Linked DNA regions of Sus scrofa: region 2 is linked to region 1. The links are chromatin contacts, called in public Hi-C maps. All regions are on one chromosome and are shown on one strand. The core of a region is the stretch at or near the end of the contact, and the rest is flanking DNA. Distances in the headings are between cores, read along the strand shown. Region 1 holds the start of LOC110261697 (collagen alpha-1(III) chain-like). Region 2 holds the start of CDYL (chromodomain Y-like protein).

Region 1 (7,056 bases), core at 409-2,908:
CAACGAAGGCCACAGTCACGGAGGGCTCACTACGTGGGACACGGGGCATGAACCTCTGTTCTCACAAGTGGGCATCGGGGACTGTGCTGCGGGGGAGGGGCCAGACGGGAGCGGATTTCCAGAGCCCGCCCCGGGTCACAGCCGAGCTGGGTCCCCAACAGAGTAAGGCTGGGGGGGTGGATATGGAGCAGGAGAGGGACGGGGGGGGGGGGGCAGAGGGGAGGGCAGGGACGGCAGGCTCTCTGCCCAGGCTCTGGGGCTCCTGCTTGTTCACCCCACCTTGTTCCAGAAAGGACACAAGTCACTGAGCAAATTGTTCCTTCAGTCTAAGTTTCCTGGGCTTGGACCTTCATTTGCTAAATTAAAAATATAATAACTCACACAGCCAAGGAGTAAATCAAGGTAAACTGCTGCCCTGCTTGAAACGCTACTGAACCACCCCCAGAGCAGCCACAAGTGCCAGGCCAGGAGCAGGCGGTCTCACTCAGGGCCTGCAAACCCTCTGGCTTCGGGAACCTGTCCAAGTGACGCATCTGCCAGAGGATGTGTCATGAGAATGAGCTAATTATCCACAGAATTCACAGGCTGGGGTGAGGCTGTCACCAGGGGGGCTGGAGACCGCAAGACCTCAGGCAGACAGGCAGCTTCGGAGACCCTCGGTAAATGGGGACCCTCCGTAAACTATGTCTCTTCAGGAAGTGCCCCCAAAAGTGCCCAGGCCCTGCTTAAAGGACGGCTCTGGGAGGCGTCACAGAGTCTCAGAGCTGCAGGTGGCCGCACAGGTGTGGTGGGGGGCTGACCCAGTCCCTCCTTCTCAACCTCGGGTCTGGCTTCCTCCCCTCCAACCTCCTCTCCGCGGCCTCCAAACGCCAGCCCGCGAGTAGGAAGTGGGAAGCCACCCAGTTCTCTGAAACTCGAGTCCCCAAGAGCCAGGAAAGTCACAAGGCTCGGGAGGAGGCGGCCAGGGTTAATCAAACCCGAATGCGGACGCACCCCGCGGGGCCCCTCCTGGAATGACAGAGGCCACGTGGCACCTCGCACGTCGGTCAGCAGGGACAAGGGGCGCGGCCCTGCCCGGCTAGGACCGCGAAGGGGCTGCCAGACACGGCGCGACCCCCGCCGGACGCTGCGCTGAACTCTCCCAAACGTCCCCCCGCCCCTCCTGCCGCGGCCAGCGCTGGACGGTGGTTGACCTTGGTGATGGTCAAGGCAACCAGCCTCGGCCAGGGGCCACGGTGCCGATGTGCGGATTCCTGCCGCTGCCACTGCGGCCCGGGCGCCCCTCGCCTGGGGGAAGGCGGAGCCCCTCTCCCTGCACGTCGAAGGAGCCCGCACCCTCCCCCCGGTCCCCGACTCCCACCCAGTGCCCCGAGAGCCCAGCCCCGAGGCCGGGCCCGCGCCCACCTTGGCGCAGCGGCGCGCGCGCCAGCTCCGGCCGGTCCTCGGGGAAGGCGTCGCGGAGGCGCTGCCACAGGCGGCCCAGGTCGGCCAGGCTGCGGTGCAGGTACAGCACGCTGCGGTCCGACCACTCGGTGCGGATCTCGAAGAACTCCTCCTCGTCGCCGCGCCGGCTGACGATGAGCCTGCGGATGCCGTTCACCCAGCAGCCGCGCACGAACATGTTCACGAGCGACGTGCCCTCAAACACCGCCGAGGCCATGCCGCGGGCCGCGCATGCCCCGGCCGGCAGGGGGCGCGCCCGCCCGGGCCGGGGGCAGCCCGGGGCCGGGGTCCGCCCAGAGTCCGTCGGGCGCCTGTATCTGCCCGGGATCTGCGCGGAGCCGGGGTCAATCCAGGGCCGGGGTCCGCCCGAAGTCCGTCCGGCGCCGGGATCGGTCCGGGATCTGCGCGGAGCCGGGGTCTGCCCGGCCTGGGGTCGGTCCGGCGCCGGGGTCCGTCCGAGGTCTGTCCAGAGTCGAAGAGACCTGGGATCTGTCCGGAGCCGGAGTCGGTCAGGGTCTGCCCGGGCTCAGTCCCGGGCTGGCGCCCCTCCGAGGTCTACTTGGGGCCGGGGTCCGTTTGGGCTCCGTCCGGAGACCGGGTCGGTAGGAGGCCTGCTCGAGTCCGGGTCCGTCCCGGCCCGGGGTCGCGGCGGAGCGGGTCTGCGGATGTCGGCCGGGCCTCCGCGCGCTCTCCCGGAGGGCGAGGCTACGAGCGGCGGGGCCGGCCGAGCCGAGGCTTATAAGGCACTTCCCATCGCGGGCGGCGCGGTCGCCGACGTCGAGGCCGCGGCCGCCTCCGCCTTCCCCGCCTCCAGGCAAGAGGACACGCCGCGCGCGGAGGGGTGGCCTGGCCGCCGCGCCCCGCGCCGCCTCCCGAGCCCGCGCTGCTGGGGCCGCGGGGACCCCCGGCCGCCGGGCGGGGCGGAAACCCCAGCGCCGGCCCCGCCTCCCGCCTCCCCCCTCCGCTCCGGGTCCCGAGCCGCCGGCCCGGACTGGACGAGACTGGGGGTGGGAGGGCCGGCCGGCCTGTGCCCGCCGGGTTCCTGGGGAGACTCTTGTCTTTCCGTTTCTCGATCCTGCGCGCCCCACCCGGCCCGCGAGGGGGTGGCAGTGGCACGTGTGCGGGCGGGGGGCGAGGGCGGGGCGCACGGGCTCCGGGGACTTGGCGCCGGGACCGTCTGCCAGGTTCTCCACTGCGCGCCGCCCCCCCATCCACCCTGGGCCGGGCCGGGCTGGGGCGGCCCCCGCCCCGCGGCCCCCGCGCATTCCAGTCGCGCCGCTGCCTGGCCTTGGCCCGGACGCGGCTGGAGACAGACGGGGACGCGGCGGGACAGACAGGCCCGCGCCAGCCAGCCGAGGGGCCGCCCTCCAAAAGGAGAGGGGACCTCCCTGCTGAGAAGTGGGACCGACCCGCGGTGGGAAAGAGCATCCCCGCGGCAGCGGGGGCCCTAGGTGAGCGAGGGGATTTCGGAAGCGGACCCGGGGAAGCCGCCCGCCTGCAGAACTCTGGTTCACAGCGGCCTGCTCCTCACGCTGTTCCTAATTGGGAAGAAATTTCGAACGATAGGTCCAGAATCGGAAGTTAGTTCAAGAACTGCAAGTTGGTTCCAGAGGCTGCAGGGACCTCACCCCGCCCCAGGCGGTGGAGAAAGAGCCTGGGCGCAGAAAGGACTGGGGCCGGGGCAGGTTGCCGGTGACTTGATTCAATCCAGACCGAGAGGTGCGCACCCCTGCTTCCCGTTTCCCGAGAGACAGACACACACACACAGACACACAGACACAGACACACACACACACGTTTTACTCAGTGATTTGCCCTTATCCTGTCTTCAAAGTTCATCATCCAAGTTTATCTTTACCTCCCATTTTCCGTGTAAACTGGGAAGAGAAGGTGTTTTCCACCGCCTGGGGACCCCGCCATGCGGCAGCGGTCACTAAGTGCTGGTGACTGAGAGACTGGCCACCTAGTCGCAGGAGGGGCGGAGGGAGGCTGCGGGGGGAGCCAGGCAGGGCAGAGTTTCACCTCTTCCCACAAAGCCCCATCCTCAACCTCTGTGGGCACGTTGCCTCCTCTCACTGCCCCTGGGCTGAGCAGTGGCTCTTCGACTTTAAAGCCAGAATTACGGTGCTTTTATGCCTCCTGTACAGTCTTTTCTAGGAACAATCCGGGCTTCGTTCCCTGTTGCCCAGGAGACCTGACTTTGTGAGGCTGCCCTTCAGTTGCACCCGGCGCTTCTGGTCACTGAAGAGAAGGAAGCATTTTCCTATCAGGATGTTTGTTTGTTTAAAGACACCTGAAACTAGAGAGTTAAAAATAACAACTCAGAAGTCACTAATCATTACAGAAATTCAGAGTGAAATGCAATGACCTGCCACTTTTTAATCCTTTGCATTGATATAGACTTTTTACTTTTTTTTTTTTTTTTTTTTTTTTTTTTTTGCTTTTTAGGGCTGTACCTGCAGCATGTGGAAGTTCCCAGGCTAGGGGTCGAATCAGAGCTGCAGCTGCCAGCCACAGCCACAGTGATGCAGGATCCAGGCTGCATCTTTGACCTACACCACAGCTCACAGCAGCGAGGAATCCTTAACTCACTGAGCAAGGCCAGGGATCGAACCCACATGCTCATGGATCCTAGTTGGGTTCATTACTGCTGAGTCACAACAGGAACTCCCTGATAAAGACTTAAAAAATCTATTAAGAAAAATTATCCATGGAGCTCCCATCGTGGTGCAGCAGAAACGAATCCGACTAGGAGCCATGAGGTTGTGGGTTTGATCCCTGGCCTCGCTCAATGGGTTAAGGATCCGGCATTGCTGTGAGCTGTGGTGTAGATCGCAGATGCGGTTCGGATCCCAAATTGCTGTGGCTGTGGCGTAGGCTGGCGGCTAAGCTCCAATTGGACCCCTAGCCTGGGAACCTTCATATGCCACGGGTGCGGCCCTAAAAAGACAAAAAAGACTAAAATAAAATAAAATAAGATAAAATGTCAGTGGAAAAACTGTCCATGAAAATGACTGCTGGGTTCAGCATAGGGATACAGATAGACATGAAAAGAAAAAAAAAAAAATGCTAAATTAGGAAAGAGGCCTGCCAAATCCCTAAGGATGCCTTTGAGGTGGTGAGAACAAAGTCAAGGTGCAAGAGTGTCCACAGGGACTTTTGCCTTATCGGTAGTTCTTATAGACATTTCTGAATTGCATGAATGCACATATTACTTGTGGAATTTTTTTTTTTAATGGCTGTGGCATATGGAAGTTTCCAGGCTAGGGGTCGAACCGGAGCTATGGCTGCCGACCTATGGCACAGCCACAGCAACTCAGGATCTGAGCTGCATCTGTGACCGATGCCACAGCTCACAGCAACACCAGACCCTTAACCCACTGAGCAAGGCCAGGGATAGAACCTGCATCTTCATGGGTACCAGTCAGGTTCTCAACCTGCTGAGCCGCAACAGGAACTCCAACTTGTAGAATTTTTTAAAGGGATATCTAGGCGCCTGGAGAACCTGGAGGTACAGAGCCAGAATGTCCCCAGTCTTGACTCTGGGCAGCGAGAACAGGTCCTACCCCAGGACCTGTGTTATGTAAACCTCAGGAACAGACCGGGAGGAGGTGGGGTGGTTTCGGGTTGTAAATCAAGCTGATCAGGCAGCTCCGTGCCCGAGGCCACATAATACCTGTTGTTGCTGGGAACAAAGAGGAGCGCTTGGGGTCACCTGCCCATCTCCCAAGCCTGGCTCCGGTTACACAGGTGTGTCTAGGAGGCAGCCTGGGTGTGGCCAGCACCTGGGAAACCAGACACATCCATCTGATTCTTAAGAATAAAAAATGGGAATCAAAGACTTCATGAAATGCAGGGCCCTGGCTTTTGACGGGATGTTTATTTTTCTTCTGTGGTTGTTTGTTTTGGCTTCGGTGACGTTAAGCTCTGTGATTTCTTGCTAACCCTTACGGTCCAGAAGAGTAAGGGGCAAAGGTTGGTTGTCACTCTAGGTCACCCTCTGTGTCCCACCCCTGCTGCATCGGACCACACAGTAGGCAGCTGGAGGCTCAAGGCAGGAGGTGAGATTAGGCTGGAGCAGGTCCAGCGCAGCCCTGACCCCACAGGCTCAACACTTTGTAACCCTCCCCCCACTCTATCTCCACCATACGCAAAGTTGGGGCTAAAGAGTCTCCCCGCCCCACCCGCCGGGAGCTATTTTTTGCCCAATTCATGCCTAAATGGTTCCTGAGCAGGAAACAGGTGAGCAGCACAGGAGCAGGTGGTTACAGCACTTGCAGTATCTGCCTGGGCTTATTATGGTCTTGAACGTACTCATGCCTGAAAGTGAATTATCAGTACAACCCAGGATAATCTATGAAAACGCTAATTGACACAAATAATTTAAGCTGTTCATCCAAAAAAAAAAAAAAAAGTTTTTTCCATGACTGCCTGTGCTTGCATGAGTCCGTTAACTCGTTGCAGAAGCACCATGATTTGCATTGAGAAACCACCTCTTGGGTGGTTCTGGACAAGGAAGCTGGTTCAGCGAGCATCCTGCAAACATAGCTCTTCCTCTTTCTCTGCAAATGAATAGTCGTAGGGGGGCCTCAGGGCCCAGAACATTCTAGACCCCTTGACTGGTCTGAGCCTCACCACAGCCCTTAGGGACAAGGAGGGCAGGATAGCTGCCCCTGCAGGCCAGGAAACTGGGGTCCAAGAGGGGCTGAAGTGCACCTGAACCCGGGCCCCGGCTGTGGTCCAGTCACACCCACCTCCCTTCGTGCTCCTGGCATCTCCCATGCCGGTGGTGGACGTCAGGCTCACAGACGGACAGGCCTGCGCCCTCCGCCCCCTCCCTTCGGCTGATTCTCAGATCTTTTAGGCCAGTGCATCTCAAGCCCTCATGGGCCTGTGACTCCCCTGGGAGCCTGTGAAAAAGCAGATCTGGATTCAGGAGGTCTGGTGGGGCTTGAGAATCTGCATATCTGCCGAGTTCCCAGGAGGTCCCTGAGTGCATTTTCTGCTGGCCACTCTGAGTAGCACGGCTGATTCCAGCCTCAACCGGACGAAGCGGGGCTAGATGGTGTCAGCAGACACAGCGGGACCATCCCTGGTGTCTGCATCGGTTCCTGACGGCAACGACGGGCTGATGGTGTTTTCCTGGCTAGAACTGCATCTCCATGAGGCTTGGGGCTGCACCTGCTCCTTCATATGTGTGAACCCACCGCCTGCCACTGTGCCTGGCACGGGGCACAAAGAGTCTCTAAGTATCTGCTGAATGAATTGAGTAAGGAAAGGAGGGACGGAGCCAACGATCGGCCACTGTCCTTCCACCACAAAGACGCCACCCCTCGACTTCCAACAGTGGACACCAGGGAGGGTGCCCCAATCTTATCGTCCAGATTTTCCCAGAGACCCAGACCCCGGGGAGCAAACCATCTTCCAAGGGGTTCGTGGTGACCATTTTTCAGACACAGGATCCCAGCCAGGCTAATGTTTCCTCTCTGCGCTTTTGACATTTTCCAGATGTCATGCCTTCGGCAAGCATCACTGCCGCAGTCCTTCGAAGGCAAGTCCGAGGTTGATCTAAGCAGGTTCCCGCTTGCCCTGTCCACACGGTGGCTGCTCCTG
Region 2 (7,307 bases), core at 3,148-5,647, 600 kb after region 1:
GAACAGCCCTAGAAAAAGGCAGAAAGACAAAAAAAAAAAAAAAAAGAAAAAAGAAAGTACCATTAGCTAAAGAGAAAAAGGAATTGCAGTTAAACAGTAAATCCAGTTGAGAAAGAAAATAACTCTTAATTGTACATTGATGAGATGTGGCCAATGGTGGCACCTCAGCCTAAGAGGGAATTGGTGAAATCAGATAGGAAGAAGTCTCTGGATTGCTATGACTGCGGCAAAGAGAGGGAATCGTCGTGGCATTTGGCGCGAAATAGCAGTGTGGCAGCCGGCCTAGGCACTCACTTCCGTACGAAAGAGAGCAATGCCTGGGACCCAGACGGATGCAGGGCGGGAGAGGCTGGAGTTGAAATGCAGACATTGACCGTAGGGCCAGGGGAGGAAGCAGCAGCTGAAACCAGGAATGGCGGGGTGTCCGAGGTCCGGAAGAGAAAGGGGCCCCGGGGTGCAGTCAAGCCGTCAGGGAAGGAAGACCTGGTGGGCTCCAAGCTCAGAGGAGGCCCTTGCATCCGAATGCATTGTAGGACGTGTTTTCTGTGTTTCTCTCTTGCTTTGCCAGGCCTAAATTTGTCTTGCTCTTGATTAAGTGGCTGCGATAGGAATTTCCCAGAGGGCCATGGAGCGAGGACCCTAGAACAGGAACGGTGTTTAACTTCTCTTTGGCGGGAGTGTGAAACAAACGAACGGAAGTCACTTTTTGATAAAACTACAGTTACACTTTAGGTTTTGGCGGCGGTAGCAAGACAGATGATGCTGTGGGGTGCCACACTGAGGGAGGGATCGCTTGGGCCCTCTTCCACAGCCGCCCAACCCCAAAGGGCCTTTGCCTCAGGGCAGTAGTTGCAGGATTGGGGCTTCTTTTGTCTTTCCAGCCCCACCCCCCAGCTCCTCCCGGGAGCCTTGGGATTCAAATGTAGATGAAATGCAGATTCTCGGGAGAACTGGAGTCCACTGCTGGGCTGCTGAGAAGGGATGGGAAAGAACCTCTGGTTTAAGCTGTTAGTCATTGTTCTGCTGCGTTGGGGAATGGCTTCCACGCCTGATCTGCAGAGCCTTCTCCTGAGGGGCCTTGATTGTCGAATACCGGTCGTTTGGATACATTTGGAAGAGGAGTCCCCGGGTTTCTGTTGGTCGCCACCGCGTACGTCAGGTGAGAACGGAAGCTCAGAACCGGCAGATGTGTATTTTAATTGCGTGTGTACACCATCCTGTTTCTTGACCATTTCTGTAGAGATGAAGATGTGTGCATTTCACTAGTACCTACTATTGTGATGCATGTGTTTTTGGTTCAATGCAGATCTCTTCCTTGATGTGTTTAGGGGATGTGACTGCACTTTTATTCTCAATTCCCTGAGAAAGTACTTTCACAGCACCCACACACGTGGTCATGGTAACTACTGCAAAACTTCACTATTTCAGAAAAGGTGGTATAAATTCAAAGCCATTAAATGATCTTGGACATATTTGCTTCTGTTATGAGCACTGATAAAACGTTGTTTATGTAAAAAAAGTGAGGCAAGAGAGAAAATTTGCTTAAAAGTAAGACAAATTGAGCTATGACATCAGCAAAACGGTATTGAATAAACCAGTGGTGTTTTAGGCGGGGATGGGGGCGGGGTGAGAGCAGCCTGGTGGACCGCTGACCTCAGTGGCTCTGCCACCAGTTGGGTACTTTCGGGGGGATCTCCTCGGCCATGTTCTTAATTAAGATGGACACCCACTCCCTGTTGGAGCAGAGAGGTGGCCGGAGCTGCGCTGAGGAGATGGCACCCTCGTGCCTATTACCGAGGTGACTCCTACCCAGGGGTTACTTTTGATGTTGATGGCAGATCCCAGCCGCATAAATGATCCAGGTCATCAGGATTAAAGGTCCGGGTACAGGGACTTTATGGCGTGCGTTACCCTTTTTACCCTGTGTGGCCCCATGAGGTCCGTCTCCTTGCTCTAGGATTGGGGCGTACACCAGGCATGCTAGCTCAGTGTCTGAGGATGGCTGTTGGCGGCGTCTTGCCTTCCTCCCCTCCCCTTGGTAGCAGTGGGGACTTTCGAGACCCGAGAGCTCGCCAGGGGTGAATGTGTTGCAAATTCTGTGCTGAGGATCGTCATTAGGTGACGGCCGTGAGAAAAGGAAGTGTTTATGAGTGTGCGGGTCTGCGATTGTGTACAAGTTTCTAAGTGCGATGCGTCCTTCCTTTTACACTGAGAATCCCCTTTTTGTTCACATGTTATTGCGCTTGTGTGGTTTTGAACCGCCGCCGGTGAGTCTGAGCGTGGGCAGTAAGGGGCGAGCATAGCTGAGACTTGGAGCACATGCCACCGTTCTAGTCCTTGCCTTCAAGGAGCTTCCAACTTAGGGTGATGACTGTGTGCCTAGAGAGACGCTAAGCAGATGCAGCAAATAATAATAAATAATAATAAATAAATCAGCAGATGCACAAGTGCCAACTGAAAGGAGGCGGCGCTACTGCTTGGGGGTGGGAAAGAGAATTGGCTGGGCCCTCTGTTGGGGGTGGGGGGAGCGCCTGGACGGGAAGAGAAGGTGGGACTTTAACACGTGCTTCTACCGTCCACGCATTTGGTGGTGGGGATCGGAGGTGTATCAGGTGTCAGGGCTTTGCTGTGGCCATTGGAACTACAATTCACTGAATAAAAACTTCTTTTATACGGAGGCAGTGGTGCGGGGTGGGGGGCTGCCAACCGCATTTGGAGATCCGGGAGAAGGTCACCGTCTAGAAATGGGGGTGGGAGGGGAGTGGACCGGACGGAGGACAGGGAGGTAAGCGCCGCTGGAGCACGCCTGAGTGGCTGGGGAGGGAATGTGACTAATTTTGCCCTAGAAGTTAGAAAGCTTTGCTTTTGATGTGACGTCGGAGCTGGAGTTTAAGGTCGAAAGGGGGCATTCCAGGCAGAGGGAACTGCAGGCAGAAGCGTCGGCGTGAAGGCAGTGGTGATTCGACTTCAAGTGACTTAAGGGCAAGCGTGGCGCTTGTTCGTGGGCGTGGGGAGGGCAGGAAGCTTCAGCGGGCTCTCTGCAAAGCCTTGCGGTTGCTAAACTGTGCGAACGGGGCACGATCGAATTGGGTTTTAGGAAGAAAACTGGTGGGAGGAGCCTGGTTTCTAGGAGGTCAGTTGGGAACTGGAGCTAGACAGAGCACCGGGAACGGGGTGGCAGGAGAGGATGCCCTGGGAGAGATGAGGCTTTGGTGGTGTCTTCCTGCCGTAGGGGGTGGGGGACAGCGTAAGCCTGTCTCTGCGGTGCCTCGGGGGGGAAGTTCCGCTCTATTCGCAGGAAGGTTGGGAGTTGCGGCTGTTTGTGGGAGTCAGGCCGGGCAGCCCCTTCCTCATTCCACACGGATGGGGAAGCGTCCGGTGTCCCGGCAGGTGTGCCCTGGGAGCTAGCCCGCGCGCGGGCCGCCCCCACTTTGCCCTGCTCCCCTGCCAGGCGGAGGAAGGGCCAGCCCATCGCTGTGGTCCCGGCAGGGCTGGTCGCCTAGTTGTCCACACCGTCCCCCCCAAGGAGAACCACCACTGACAGCTTCGTTCCTTTGGAACCCAGACCTCCCTGGAGCCCAGATTCCGGCCCCTCCTCCCGGCTCCCCTTCGGAGGAGGCGGACGCTCCAAGAGGAACAGGGAGGCCCGGCGTGGGGGAAGCTGCGGGCCGAGAGGAGGCGGCCGCGCCCTCGCGCCGCCCTCGACTGCGCCGGGCTCCCGCCCCGGCCCCCACCCCGGGCCTGCCGCCGAGCGCGCGTGCCGGGCCCCACGCGGGCGCGCGCTCCGACTCCGGGTCTTGGCGGCTGCCGCGGGGGAGGCGGGCACGTGGTGGGGCGGGGGCTCCACCTGGCCACGCCGCCGGCCCTCCGCAGGCTGCCCGGGCCGGAACGGGCGACGCGGCGGGCGCCCGGGGGCGGGGGCTCCGCGCGTTCCGGGGAGAGGCCGCGCGTCGCTGCCGTCGGGGCGGCGGGCGCGGTTCGCGGGGTGGCCCGGCCCCATGGTCCCCTGGCCAACTCCGGGGCCGCCGGCGCCTGCCCCCGAGCGCGCCGCCGCCGCCGCCCTGCGCCCGCCCGCCCCAGAGCTCGGCTCCCACGTCGAGGCGGGCGGGCGCCGCGGCCGGGTCCGACCTCCGCGAGGGCATTTGGGCGAGTCGGGTCCCGCCCCAGCCCCGCCCCCGCCTCGCCCGGCCCCGCCCCCGCCCGGGCTCCTCCCCTTCCTGCCGGCCGGCCCCCCGCGGCCGCCCGCCCGCCGCGCCCGGAGCGCAGCCCGCTGCTCCCCTCGGCCGCCCCGCCCGCCGGCCGCCCCGCCCCTCCCGCGCGGGCGGCCCGAAAACCCGGAGCGCGGGAGCGCGGCTCGGCCGGGCCGGGCGGCTGCACTGGGCATGCTCAGTAGCCGGGGCAGGTTTTTTGGTCGCAAGTAGGAAGCTTCTTGCACTACACCGGAGAGGGGGAGCCGCGGAGCCAGCGCGCCGCCGTGCACCGCCGCCGCGCCCGCCCCAGCCCGGCCCGGCCCCGCGGCGGCGCGATGAGCCCGAGCCCGAGCCGGCCCGCCGGGGAGTGAGCGCGGCGCGGAGGGCGCGTTGCGCAGCTGCTCCTGCGCACAACCCGGCCGGCGGCCCGCACCGGCAGGAGTGAGCGGCCGGTCCGCGCTGCGCCCGGCGCCGGAGCCGAGCGGAGCAGGAAGCGCAGGCCACGCAGGGACCCAACTGAAACAAAGTGTCGGCCGCCGGCGGCGCGGCGCCTCGCCCGCCCTGCCCCCGCGCCCCCCGCCCCGCCGCCCACCATGGCCTCCGAGGAGCTGTACGAGGTACCTCCCCTCCCCCCGGCCCGCCGCCCCGCCCGGCCCCCGCCCGACGGCCGGCCCGCCGCCCCCTCCCCCCCGGCCGCAGTTTGCTGGACGGAAGCGCGTGCGCCCGGGCCCGGCGGCGGCGGCGGCGCCCGACTTGCGGGGCCCGGGGTCCCGGCCGCGGGCAGGAGCGCTGACGCGAGCGACTTGCTCGGACGGAGCCCAAAGTGCCCGCGGCGGGGCGGTGGGTGCGGAGCCCCCGGCACCGCCCGGCGGGGTCTGTGGGCGGCGCGGGGGTGCTCTCCTGGCCGTTTGGCGGAGCGCTTCGGGGAGGGTTTGCCTCCGGTGTTGGGGGGGCGAGAGAAGAGTGCAACTGCCTCCCGACTCTGTGCTGGCCCGAGCGATGCAAAATATCGCACCGAAAATGCTCGGCGTGGACCACATGGTTTAATTAGGTTAGCATTGTGGCCAGAGCCAGGAAATTTAAATTTAACGCTGATACACCGTCATTCATTTGCGCCGCAGCGGTGCAAGTAAGAAGGGGCACCATCAGAGCTGTAAGTTATGGGCGATGGGTTTGCCAGCGTCGACTTCAAGTTGTGCGGTTGTCAGTTGGAATCTTTAGACATGTTTTGTACGCCTCGATGTAACTTCTTGACGTGTTGCAAAGTCGGCTTCCCGGGAGTATGGAAGCTTGGAAGCCTTTCTGTTCTTTTGGATAAAGGGTTCTTCTGTGGCGTATATATTTCCGTATATACATCTTCATGAGAGACTTAAAACTTGTGGAAACTCTCTGGGTTCACCTCTTGGAGGTGTTTAGGGACTTAGGAAGTGCAAGCGTCTGTAACAGGCAGAGCCCCTTGGCCCTCGTGAACCCTTCATAAGAAGCAGGTGAACCTTCTTCAGGCTCTTCTCCCGGAGTGGGTTATCGCAGTTGGCACCGAATGGAGCTCTCTTGCCAACAGTGATGGCCTTCTAGCAACTTTCTGTTGCTTTTGAAAAGCAAGTGTTTGCAAACGTTCTCTGTAGGAGGTTTTGCCATGTGTAGACTTGGTGGTGGGTTTGTGGCCTGCCCTTACATTGTACGTGGTCAGTGTACCTTGGCTGGCACTGAACATGGTCCATTCTCTTCAACCATTTTACACCTTAGCGATGCCAGACTGTGCTCAAGATACTGTCTGGGGAGGTTTGGACAAAGGGGGAAAAAATCTCCTGGTTTTCAAGAAGGAAGGAGGGTGTTGTCTGGGGAAGGCCCAGAAGTAGAGGCCGAGACAGAGCTGGGAAAGTACGTAGCATGAGGGTGGGAGGGCTTTGGTTTCTCTATGGACTTATTCTTTGAGCGTTTGGGCTTGAGAATCCACGCATCGTTCATTTTTGTGACTATAAATACTGAGTCAGTTAACTCATTCCGTGAGTGTTTGGGTGAAGGTAGCACCTTATACGTAAGTTGTATCTCACATGTGTAAAAAATTGTCCTGAAGGTAAAACCGTTCCACCAGCGCGTTGTGTGCCCAATTGAGAGCTTTCTTTGTTTACTCTGTACCTTCCGGGTTTCTCCTCACCACTTTCCTCGCAGAAGGCATTTACAGGTCGTATCTTCTACAAAGTTTGCGTTTGTTCAGCGTGTTTATTGAACCCCTGCCCTCTGGAGGTTCCGTGGGGAGATGGGCTCTGAGGGATGGAACTGGCTCAGGTCCTCAAAGACCCGCGTTGGGAAAGAACTGGGTGCATTGCAGAGAAAGGACGCACGTGTGCACCTGAACTTAGGATTCTGAGTTTTTGTTTGGGGAAGTCTTCAGAGGATAGTTGAGGTGCTAGCAGGTGGGGTGGTCGGTGCTTTAAAAAGATCTAACTTCTCCTTTACTTGAAGGCAACACTGAGGCTGTTAGGAGTGAAGGTTGCTGTTTGAAAGTGCTGCGTGGGTTTGGAATCAGAAAACCGAGCTGTGGAAATCCGGCCCTGTCACCTGGAGTAAATTAACCTTGAAAGCTCGGTGTCCTCATCTGTAAAACCCGGGACCAGGGCTTGCCTCCTAGAGCCGTGAAGTTCAAATGGAAAGATATGCAAAGCATACCCACGGCTCCCAGAGACCAAGTGCCACCTTCTGAGTGTTAGCTGACCTAGCATGCCTCTCTGAGGCCAGGTTTTGTTTCTGAAAATATGGAATTGTACTGTTTTGATCAAAGTGGTGTCATTTGTGGGGCAGAAACAGTAGCAGTTGTAGGTGTAACACCGCAGCCTGCCTGACAGGTGTGTGGGGTTTTTTTTGGGGGGGGGAGACGACACTAAGGTGTGTTCGTACCCAGGGCCTGGGGCATTAGTTGCCTGATGTGGTCCAGTTCTGCCTCATTGAAGTGGAAGTTTCATGTTTGGCCTCAAGCTCCACAGTTCTAGAAGGATATTGTAGCAGGAGGGCGTTCAGAGTCTTGCCTTTTGCGGTAGTTTGGCGTGTGAAGAGCGCGGGTCCGTCGTCGCCTCTGAACTTGGGCGCATTGCCTGATCGCTAAGCCTCTGCTTTCTC

Evidence for each region. A called contact is a pair of places that touch in the nucleus more often than the background predicts.
Region 2: a Hi-C map of embryonic fibroblasts shows a contact between it and region 1, with 1.8 times the contacts expected there. The contact joins the promoter of CDYL here to the promoter of LOC110261697 in region 1. A contact is called at or near these places in 1 of 47 Hi-C or Micro-C datasets (embryonic fibroblasts) and 1 of 2 datasets of contacts at active chromatin or transcription factors (alveolar macrophages).

Annotation. Positions count from the first base shown.
Region 1 is chr7:2,246,721-2,253,776 of Sscrofa11.1, forward strand. LOC110261697 (collagen alpha-1(III) chain-like) reads left to right here and starts at 1,659. Exons shown (of 3, transcript XM_021099999.1): 1 at 1,659-2,100; 2 at 2,187-2,894; 3 at 6,952-7,056. The coding sequence starts at 1,659. The coding sequence ends at 7,010. It overlaps PXDC1 (PX domain-containing protein 1), which reads right to left and starts at 2,266. Exons shown (of 6, transcript XM_001928852.5): 1 at 1,405-2,266. The coding sequence starts at 1,660.
Region 2 is chr7:2,841,506-2,848,812 of Sscrofa11.1, forward strand. It overlaps CDYL (chromodomain Y-like protein), which reads left to right and starts at 4,398. Exons shown (of 7, transcript XM_021100128.1): 1 at 4,398-4,807. The coding sequence starts at 4,784.